Linked DNA regions of Macaca mulatta: region 2 is linked to region 1. Evidence: chromatin contacts called from public Hi-C data. All regions are on one chromosome and are shown on one strand. Each heading gives the region's core, a stretch centred on a gene start, on an enhancer-like site or on the middle of the called end of the contact. The rest is flanking DNA. Distances are from core to core; before and after follow the strand shown.

Region 1 (5,436 bases), core at 2,845-5,344:
TGTTGCCTGGGCTGGTTTGAACTCAAGTGATCCTCCTGCCTCAGGCTCCCAAGTAGTTGGGACTACAGGTGTGTGCCACCTGGGCTAAAAGTCTATTAATTTTACTAAATTTTATTAAATCTAAGATGTCTGTACGGCCGGGCACGGTGGCTCAAGCCTGTAATCCCAGCACTTTGGGAGGCCGAGACGGGCGGATCACGAGGTCAGGAGATCGAGACCATCCTGGCTAACCCAGTGAAACCACGTCTCTACTAAAAAATACAAAAAACTAGCCAGGCGAGGTGGCAGGCGCTTGTAGTTCCAGCTACTCGGGAGGCTGAGGCAGGAGAATGGCGTGAACCCGGGAGGCGGAGCTTGCAGTGAGCTGAGATCTGGCCACTGCACTCCAGCCTGGGCGAGCTAGACTCCGTCTCAAAAAAAAAAAAAAAAAAAAAAAAAATCTAAGATGTCTGTGATTATAAAACGCATTATTTCATGTAACACTAGGAAAAAAACTGCCAATTGAGCTATGGCATAATGCTTAGTTACGGTATCCTGTCTTCAAGGAAGAAGGAAAACCGACTGCCAATGACTACTAATGATAGAGGCAGGAGACAGACAAATGCCTAGGCAGATAGGGGCACATCCCCAGGGAAACCCTACCTCCAAGCCAAAGACAGTTTAAAGCCTGAAAGCCAAGCTACAAGTCAAATCCATGGACCAGATTGAGAACCTGTCTTCCCGTTTGATGTGCTTTCTTCTGATTGATCCCCAACTTTCACCTATTTTACATATACCTACCCCTTTCCTAATTGGTTTTCTACACTGTCGTACCCACCTTTGAGTGGTGTCTTTGCTTTAACCTTGTTTTTTTTTTTTGAGACAGGGTCTCACTCTGTCTGCAAGACTGGAGTGCAGTGGCAGGCTCTCAGCTCAATGCAACCTCTGCCTCCCAGGCTCAATCGATTCTTCTGCCTCAGCCTCCCGAGTAGCTGGGATTACAGGCGCACTTCACCATGCTGGGCTCATTTTTGTATTTTTAGTAGAGACAGGGTTTCATCATGTTGGCCAGATTGGCCTCGAACTCCTGACCTCAGGCAATCTGCCCACCTCAGCCTCCACAACTGCAGCAATTACAGGCGTGAGCCACCATACCCGGCCTTCCCTTTAACCTTTTTGCATACTCAGAAACCGATCAGCACACACTCCCCATTCTGAGTCCCTAAGAAGCCCCAGAACCAGCCACACTGGGAAAGAAGCCACCTGACTGCAGGGGTGGGGGACCACCCCTGAATGTCCTCTTCTCTGAGGCACTCAATAAAATTCTTCTCTGCCCTCCTCACCCTTCGAATTGTCAGAGTAACCTCATTCTTCTTGAACAAGGGACAAGGGTTTGGGAACCACTAAATGCGGGTACAAGCTGTAACACAAGTGGTCCGAGTGGGTGGAGGGTGGTGGGTGGCGCATCACTCCTGTTGGCAAAGTGGTTAAGAAAAATCCAACATCACCAATAAAATAATCTTGGAGAGTAAGAATATCTATTATAATAAGTAGTCCAACACAGTTCCTAATCTGTTTGGGATGTCAAGATAAATCAAAGCTTTTAGGAAATATATGTATAACTAATAAAATGAAAGGCACCTCCAAAACTGGATCTTGAAATTAAAAGCCACTATTCAGTGGTGAAAATGATGAAAACATATGTAAAGAACAATAGTTCACTCAGAAACAGCTAGTCTTTTAGAAGATGAGAAGTTCACTTCACACTTAGACAAAAGGCAGTGTAGTGCTACATTCCATCCCACCCGCTACGCTAACAAAACTGGCTCTACTAGACAACATCCATATTTGAGAAATATTACATACAGTAAAAGAAAAATCACATCCTTAAAACTGACAGAGGGAAAGTATTTAAAATTAATTCACATGAAAAAAAAAGTTGAGGCCGGGCGCGGTGGCTCAAGCCTGTAATCCCAGCACTTTGGGAGGCCGAGACGGGCGGATCGAGGTCAGGAGATCGAGACCATCCTGGCTAACACGGTGAAACCCCCTCTCTACTAAAAAATACAAAAAACTAGCTGGGCGAGGTGGCGGGCGTCGGTAGTCCCAGCTACTCGGGAGGCTGAGGCAGGAGAATGGCGTGAACCCGGGAGGCGGAGCTTGCAGTGAGCCGAGATCCGGCCATAGCACTCCAGCCTGGGCGACAGAGCGAGACTCCTTCTCAAAAAAAAAAAAAAAAAAAAAAAAGTTGAAACCTAACATAGAATCAATACCTTGGGTTCTTTTTTCCATTTCCAAAACGAATGTGAGCCAGATTCAAAATTCTCTGTCAGCACTACACCAGGTTTTGTCAAATTCACTGAACACAAGATTTTTTTAAGTCTCCAATTTGATATAATTCATGCTGAGTTCTTTAACTACTATTTGATATCCTAGTGATTTTTTATTACTTCCACTTTGGGGACAGTCTTGTGAGTCTCTTTTGAGAGCGTTCACTCTTAAGCTTGTAAGATGCCTTTCCTCCAAATCTTACCATTTTCAGAATTTTGCTACAGACATATCAATTAACCAAAATCCAGCATCTTCAGCTAACTAAAAGTTTTGACACAACTTTTAGGGAAAGGTGCAAATCTCTAGTAAACAGGTTGACTTCAGGACTCCTCAAAAAAAGAGTCTGCTTATTCAGCAAAACCCAAGGGCCCAGAACAGGTCCCCACCCAGGCAGTCTTACCTGTAAGGTCACCAAGCTGGCTGTGGTGGCCAGGTCAATCTTCCCAAATTTGATGAGATTTCCAGAAGGGTTAAAAGGAACAGTGAACGGTTTCCTTTGGCTTAGGGGCTTTTCTCTAAAATCCTTCTCTTCTTCCCGTCTGGTCTTTTCCCTCTGAACTATTAGCTTACTGCCAACCACCGTCACCACAGATATCACAAGAGTTTAGGCAAATGAAAAGCAAGTTCTACCCAGCCTTTTACATCTAAGGCACAACAGCCCATACTAGCACAACAAATTACCAATAATGACTAAGGCACAGCATTCTCTTCAACTTCTAAAGAAAAGCCTGTAACGTCTTCTACTTAATACAAGTGAAAAATAAGAGAATATGCTTTGGAATATTTTTTGCTTCAATTTTTGAAGGTGAAGAGTTTCTTCTATTCAAGTTAACTAGAGTCAGAGACTACTACTTAGGAATCAAGACTTTACTGTGCTTTCACCTAAATTTTTTCCTCCAAATTATTTAGGATTTGTCTTCTGTTCAGAAAATTAGTTTCCATAGTACCCTTCACTATGCCAGAATGCTGACTTAATTAAAAAATGGCCGTTTTTAAAGGAAAAAACTAACCTTCAACTCCCCTTAATTCACTGCCTTTTATTATTGACATACAAATCTGTCCTCCAAACAGGAGAACATGGGACAGCAGTGTCTAACCACCGCATCCCCCACAGCTCCTCGCACGAAGCCTGGGAGTAGTGGGCATTCAATAAATGCCTATTAAACACTTCAGTCCTCTCTTAACAAGTTGGTGCATTCCAAAACACTGGCTCCACCCCTCCAGGATCGGCCGCCGGCTCCCGATGGCAGTTTGCCTATGGCCTTGCTCTGGTGAAATCAAACCTCGTCGCTCAAGAAGACCCAGGATGGGGGCAAGGGAGCCGTCCGACCCCATCCCGCAAGGCAGCAGATCCTCTCTTCATTCCACCAGGCCGTTGGGCCTGAGGCCTTTCCCACCCCATTCGGGAACCTACGTAGCCAGCCAGAGATCCGCAGGGGTACCAGCTCCCGCCCCAGCCTGCAGACAGCCTGGCGTCGGGACACCGGGGACGCCTGCGCAGAAGAACGCGCCTGGCCCCTTCGCTCTGACGGTAACAATGCCCCCTCAGGAACACAGTCAGGGTAGGCTGGGGGCACCAGTACACGTCTGCGAGCTCCGCGACGCCTTGGCGCGCCCCTGGTGCTCAACCTTCCCCACGTGAGCGCGCCCGCCATCACGACACTCCCTGACGGGGTCTCCTCACCTGAGCCGGGCTCCGCCCCCCTCCTCCTCGCTGAAGGAGGCGGTGACCCCTCTCCGATCGGACTCGGCAGTGTCAGAGGAGGTGGGAACGTCCAGACCTGCGTCTCCGTTATGGGACTTCCTCCCCCTTCCGCCCGCCCCCCTCCCACCCCGCCTCTAGTACCCTAGCTCCTTCAGCCAGTTCGCCGCGGCACTCCGAGAACACCGCGGCGGCGCCTGAGGATAAACGGAAGTGACGTAATGCAAGAGCGCCTACTCCGCCCTTTTCCTCCTCCCCCGGTGGGGTTACAACCAATCAGCAACGGGGAGGGCGGGGCCGGGGTAGGAGTGCAGCCAGCCGGCGCGCGGAACCCGGAGGAATTTCTTTGGCCCCCAGAAAAACTGACCAATCCACGGTCCCTGGAGTCTGGTTGTGTTTACTACCGATTGATTCCGTGAGCTCTCTGACCAATCACCCTTTGCCTTACAACACGTACAACGGTTAACAAATGCCTTTTAGGGCGGGATTTATCACTAAACCGCTCCAGGTTTGGACTATAGAAATGCAGCTGTTCGCTGCAACCAATCAAAACCCTCTGTGGTTTAGGCAAGCGGGCTTTCCGCCTAATTCCGCCAATCATAACAACGACTGCGTGAAGTCTGAGGGCGCCCGAGAGGCGGGCCCTCAGGGCAGCCTTACCGCCATTGGCTGGTCCTGAAGGATTTTTCCACCCACGTGGTGCCCGGCCCTTTAGTGACCCAGGGCTCTTCTCCCGGGGTCAATTCCCTTCGCTGAACACACACAAGTACGGGGTTGGAGATTTGAGTTCCCACTTCATGGATGTTGGGAAAGATAAGATTCCAAGAGGCTCTTTAGGTTGAACTAAGCCGAAGTCCAGGGTAAAAACGGCGAACAAAAAAGGTCGGACCCCGCCCCTCGTCCAGCCGGGTGGCTGCGCGTCTGGAAACGGTGGCGCCACAGGAGCCTGGCGCCTGGCCCCGCACTGGGCCGCAGGTCATATAAGCCTGTCGTCTCCGTGCCCAGATTCATAATCACCCGCACCCCAAAAAACAAAATAGGAAGCGCTAAGCTCTCCCATTCATGTCCCAAACGTGGAAGGGTCGCGTACTTGTATGAGACGCGATCTGAAAAGTCCGAGCGCCGCGGCGACGCTCGGGTTTCTAGGTGCACACTGGGAGAGAGAACCCGAGCCCTCAGCATCGGGCACAGGGGCCAGGGAAGAAGCCCCCTTTCTTCGGGTGAGGACGGCAGAAAAAAGCTCCCTTCTCCTGTGCAGCTTGTCTGGGAGCGCTGCTTGGCTCTGGAGACAAAGGCAGGCTCGCGAACATGGCTGTGTTCTGGGGGTGGGGGTTAAGGGTCTTGGAGGAGCTCCCATAAAAATGGAACTCCTGGCCAGGCGCGATGGCTCACGCCTATAATCGCAGCAATTGGGAAGGCTGAGG
Region 2 (5,825 bases), core at 3,191-5,690, 59 kb before region 1:
ATAGCTCCACCCTGCTACCCCCTCTCTTAAGTAACACATTAATAAGTGTCTTACCCTCAGACCATTATCTGTGCTGCCTGGCTAGGGAACATTTCTGAAATACATCAAACATTGACAAAAGGAGGTGTTTTTCTGTCCTCAGGCCAGGCCCTTTGGCCTCTGTTAACCAGTGAGTGTCCTCTGTTAATCCTGAGCCCAGCTCCTCCCACACACAAGGACAAACAAGGGCACTGGGCACGGGAGAAAGCTGTCCACCAGGGCCAGGAGGGGACGTGGAAGGTTAGTGGGTCCCCTCCCCCAAAGCAATGCACACAGCTGGGGCTCAATAAGTGCTACTGGGTGGTAGGAACGGAACCAGCTGAGGGCACAGGAAGAGGGATCTGCTAAGCAGAGGAGGCCTGACCTGGGCTTCATTGGGTAAAACCAGTCATCATAATAAGTAGCTGGCATTTTGGGAGCTCTTAGTAAGTTCCAGACACTTCCCTGAGCACTGGACATGGTCACTCACTAACGTTTCCATGTTTCACCATCAGTAGGGTGCGTATGTCGCTCTCCCCAGTCTACAAACAGGAAGCTGAAGGCAAGAGCGATGAAGTCATTTGCTTAAGTCACACTATTACCAAAGGCCGAGCTTGGATTCACACCCAGCATCCTGGCTCCAGACCCAAGCTCTCAACCACCATGCAAGCCTGTGGGAGTGGGAGGGGTGAAATGTACGAGTGAGGGGTGACTTCTAGGTATTGGCTTGGGGTGGCTGTCTCTTTGATGGATATGCGGGAGGGGCGCAGGTGTCAGGTAGGGTACTGGGGAGAAGGTGGATGAATTGGGTTGGCAGGTGTTGAGTTCCAGATGCCTGGGGATGCTCAGGTGGAGGAGGCAGGAGAGAGGCGGCTTATGGCGCTGAGGCTGGTGGAGGGGGCTGGAGCTGCTCACTCCAGAGGCATCAGTGTAGAAATGCAGCCTGGGAGACACCTGAGCAATGAAGGGGCAAGGCCACAGCTAAGGCAGGGGAGTTGATATTTAGTGTGCAAGGACTCAAAATGACAGCAGGAAGTGTTTTGGAGACCATTATTATTATTATTATTGAGATAGAGTCTCACTCTGTTGCCCAGGCTGGAGTGCAGTGGTGCAATCATAGCTTATTGTAACCTTCGACTTCTGGGCTGAAGTGATCCTCCTGCCTCAGCCTCCTGGGACTCAGCCACCACAACCAGCCAATTTTTAGATTTTTCTGTAGGGACAGGGGTGTGGGGGGGCCTCCCTATATTGTCCATGCTAGTCTTGAACTCCTGACCTCAATTAGTCCTCCTGCCTTAGCCTCCCAAAGTGCTGGGATCACAGGAATCAGTCACCACATCTGGCCAAGTGCTATTTTTATTTATTTATTTCATTTCATTTCATTTATTTATTTTTGAGACAGAGGTTTGTTGTTGTTGTTGTTGTTTTTGAGATGGAGTCTCACTCTGTCACCCAGGCTGGAGTGAAGTGGTGTGATCTTGGCTCACTGCAACTTCCACCTCCTGGGTTCAAGCGATTCTCCTGCCTCAGCCTCCTGAGTAGTTTGGATTACAGGTACCTGCCACGCGCCCGGCTAATTTTTTTGTGTTTTTAATACAGATGGGGTTTCACCATGTTGGCCAGGCTGGTATCGAACTCCTAAGCTCAGGTGATCCACCCGCCTCAGCCTCCCAAAGTGCTGGGATTACAGGTATGAGCCACTGTGCCTGGCCAAGTGCTATTTTTAAATGAATGTTTTCTTTATTTTGAGAATAGATAATAAATGCACAATAAATTCACTCCCAAAGGGTGAAAATTGTGTCTCTTACTCTGTCCCCCTTCACCAGTTCTTCTCCCCAGAGACAGCCACTGTCCCCAGTTTCTTCTTTCTTCTTTCTTTTTATTTCTTTTTTCCTTTTTTTTTTTTTTTTTTTGTTAGAGACAGGGTCTCACTCTGTTGCCCAGGCTGGAGTGCAGTGGCACGATCACAGTTCACTGCAGCCCCAGCTTCCCAGGCTCAAGCAATCTTCCTACTTCAGTTTCCCAAGTAACAGGGACTACAGGTGCACACCACTACGCCTGGGTAATTAAAAACAATTTTTTTTTTTTTTTTAGAGACAGGGTCTCACTATGTTGCCCAGGCTTGTCTCAAACTCCTGGGCTTGAGCAATGCTCCTGACTCAGCCTCCCAAAGTGCTGGAATTACAAACCATGAGCCACTGTGCCCGGCCTGTTCCCAAAGAAACAAGAAAGATGTTTCTTGTACATCTTTCCAGGGATATTTAACACACAGGAATGGGTGATCAGGTGTCGTGGCTCACGCCTGTAATCCCAGAACTTTGGAAGTGGATTGCTTTGAGTCCAGGAGTTCGAGACCAGCCTAGTCAACATAGTGAAACCCTGTCTGTGCGAAAAATACAAAAAATTAGCTGGGTGTGGTGGCGCGTGCCTGTGGTCCCAGCTGCTCAGGAGGCTGAGGTGGGAGGATCACTGGAGCCCAGGAGGTGGAGGTTGCAGTGAGCCAAGTTCGCACCACCGCACTCCAGCCTAGATAGACTGAGACCCTGTCTCAAAAAAAAAAAAAAAAAAAAAAAAAAAAGGCATATACTTTCTCCTATAAATGGTAACATATGCACTTTGCATCACCCTGTTTTCTCACTGGACAGTACATCTTGGAGATCATTCCACACTGGTACGCACAGGGCTGCCTCACTCTTTTGATTGATGCAGAATATTTCACTGTAGGAATGAAGCATATGTAATGAACAGTCCCCTATGAATGGACCTTTAGGTTGTTTCCCATATTTTACTATTCCAACAATGCCACAATGAAGAGCCTTTGGCAGACAGCATTTTGCACATGTGTGAATACGTCTGTAAGGTAAATTCCTAAAAGCAAAATTTCTGGGTCAAAAAAGATGTGCAGTCTAAATTTTGATAGCTACTGCCAAACGTTCTTTATTGAAGTTGCTTGATTTATACTCCTACCAGCAACGTATGAAAGCACCTGTTTCCCCAATGTATTATTTTTTACATTGGTATCTTGCTGTAATTTTAATATGCAGTTCTTTTTTGAGTCAAGTTGAGCACTTTTCACTTTTTTTTTTTTTTTTTTTTTTAGACAGAGTCTCGCTCTGTCACCCAGGCTGGAGTGTGCAGTGGTGGGATCTCGGTTCAGTGCAACCTCCATCTCCTGGACTCGAGGAATTTTCCTGCCTCAGCCTCCTGAGTAGCTGGAATTACAGGCATGTACCACCACGCCCGCCTAATTTTTGTATTTTCAGTATAGACAGAGTTTCACCATGTTGGCCAGGCTGGTCTCAAACTCCTGACCTCAAGTGATCTGCCTGCCTCGGCCTCCTAAAGTGTTGGCATTACAGGCATGAGCCATCGTGCCTGGCTATACATTTAAAAGCCATTTCCTTTTCTGTAAACTGTCCATTGGTATCCTTTGCATATTCAGATAAGCTGGGCATCTTTGTCTTAGGAACTATTTGTACAATAAGGAAATTAACCCCTTGTCTATAAAATGAGTTGCAAATATATGGTATTTTTCCCGGTTTGTTGTCTTATGATTTTGTTGTTATTACTTTTTTTTTTTAGATAAACATAAGCCTGTAGCACCTGGTATTTCCAGGCAGTCTCCCATACAAGCCCTAACCAGGCTTAGTTTCCAAGATTAGATGCATTCAGGATGGTACGGTTAATTTTTTAATGGAGAATTAGTTGTATTCTTACGGCTTCTGGGTTTCGCACACATAGTGTATCAGTTATTTATTGCTGCATAAAGAATTACTCCAAAATTGAACGACTGAGAGCAACAGCAGTCAGTGCATTATCATCTTTTATGGTTCCGGGGTTGACTGGGCTCTGGGCTCAGCCAGTGATTATCCTAAAGGCTCTTTCGTGCGTTTGTAGCTGTAGTCACATAGGAGTTGGCCTGGAGTCATCGGAAGGCTTCCTCACTCATACCTCTGGTCATTGAGCTGGCTGTCAGCTGGGCCCCCGGCTGTGCTGTTGGCCTGAACACCTACACATGACCTCTCTGTGTGTCCTGGACTTCCTCACAGCCTGGAACCTGGGTTTCCACCCTGGGCCAACCCAAGACACAGAAAAAGTAGGGGCTTTCAGTCTCTTAAGGCCTGAGCCTGTGGAAACAGGATACTGAGCGTGTACAGAAACTAGGGGTCCCATGAGGCCTTGGAGAAGATACTGCTCCCTCTCCCCCGGGGCCCTGATTCCCCAGTGGCACGAGGCGCACACCCCCCGCTCCCCCCCACACAAGGACACCGTGTAGGGTCACTGTGGCTCACTCCCCGAGCACGCGCAGTCACAGCCCAGCCGCAACCGCGCACTCCCGCAGGCGAAGCCACACCCCCCTGCGCACGTCGCGCGGCGTTTCTCCCGCCCACTCCAGCCTGGCCCAGCCCCGGCCCAGGTCCATTCCGGGGTCAGATTCCGTCCTGCCAGGTCTGAGTCGGCGGCTGCACGGCGGATGAGACCGGTGCTACTCATGAAGGTGTTCGTCACCCGCAGGATACCCCCCGAGGGCAGGGCCGCGCTCGCCCGGGCGGCAGAGTAAGAGCCCCGGGCCCCGTGGGGGAGGGGCGGGGCGCTCCCGGGGACCGGAGAGCCGGGCGGGGCGTTTGGGCCTTGTGGCTGGCTGGGGCGGGCTTGGAGTTTTGGGGAGGCTCGGAGAAAGTTCTCTGGGGCCCAGTTCTCTCCAGGACTCTTAAGACGACGCTGGGACCTGCAGTTCCGGCTTTGGAGAGGGGGAGATTGCCCCTGAGGCAAGGTCCAGGCTAATTCTCCACGCTCCCGCAGGGCACGTGGGGTCAGGGATGTGGCGGTCACTGACCTGGCCCCTCGGACGTTTGGCAGGAGCCTTTGATGACTCTTTTTCTTTATATTTACTTATCTTTATTTATTTATTTTTTTGAGACAGAGTCACTCTGCTGCACCGGCTGGAGTGCAATGGCTTGATCGCTCGTGGCTCACTGCAGCCTCGACTTCTTGGGCCCAATTAGTTCTCCCACCTGAGCCTCCCGTGCAGCTGGGACTACAGGTGCAAACAATCACCACCGGCTAATTTTCTGATTTTTTTGTAGAGATGGGGGTCTCACTCTGTTGCTCCGGATGGTCTCAAATTCCTGGGCTCAAGCGATCCTCCTGCCTCAGCTTCCCAAAGTTTGGAATTACAGGTGTGAGTCACCATGACCGGCCTGAGGACCCTTTTAATTAATTTATTTATTTTTAAGACAGGGTCTCACTCTCATCCAGGCTAGAGTGCAGTGGCGCAATTATACCTCACTGCAGCCTCAACCTCCTGGACTCAAGCGATACTTCCACCTCAGCCTTCCAAGTAGCTGGGACTACTACAGGCATGCACCACCATGCCTGGCTAAGCAGAGACGAGGGTCTCACTGTGTTGCCCAGGCTGGTTTTCAACTCCTGTACGAAGGGATCCTCCCACCTCAGCCTCCCAAAGTTCTGGGATTACAGGCATGAATCACTGCACCTGGCCCACCCTTGCTAAATGGAACCCTTTTTGTGGGCCAACCTTACCAGGTGCTTCATATACATAAACTTTTAATCCTGGCAGCACTGTTAAAAACTAATTAAAAACTGGAGGCTGGTCTTAGGGTTAAGTTCCTTCCCAAAGCCACGCAGCTCCCAAGTGGAGGAACTCCTGGGAGTTCTGCATCTGACTGCTGTCTGATCACTGCATTTGATCAGATTTGTGTTTCCAATGTTAGATAGGAAGAGGATGCAACCCCGCCTCAGCAGGCAGTTCTAGGGGCAGATGAGATTTTCACATTTTGTTCACT

What was found. Hi-C and Micro-C count contacts between places; a contact is called where the count stands out from the background.
Region 2: a Hi-C map of liver shows a contact between it and region 1, with 2.3 times the contacts expected there. The contact joins the promoter of GRHPR here to the promoter of ZBTB5 in region 1. A contact is called at or near these places in 2 of 14 Hi-C or Micro-C datasets (blood and liver).

The regions. Positions count from the first base shown.
Region 1 is chr15:62,133,697-62,139,132 of T2T-MMU8v2.0, reverse strand. It overlaps ZBTB5 (zinc finger and BTB domain containing 5), which reads right to left and starts at 4,094. Exons shown (of 2, transcript NM_001261623.1): 1 at 3,995-4,094.
Region 2 is chr15:62,192,791-62,198,615 of T2T-MMU8v2.0, reverse strand. It overlaps GRHPR (glyoxylate and hydroxypyruvate reductase), which reads left to right and starts at 4,440. Exons shown (of 11, transcript XR_013404679.1): 1 at 4,440-4,575; 2 at 5,106-5,198.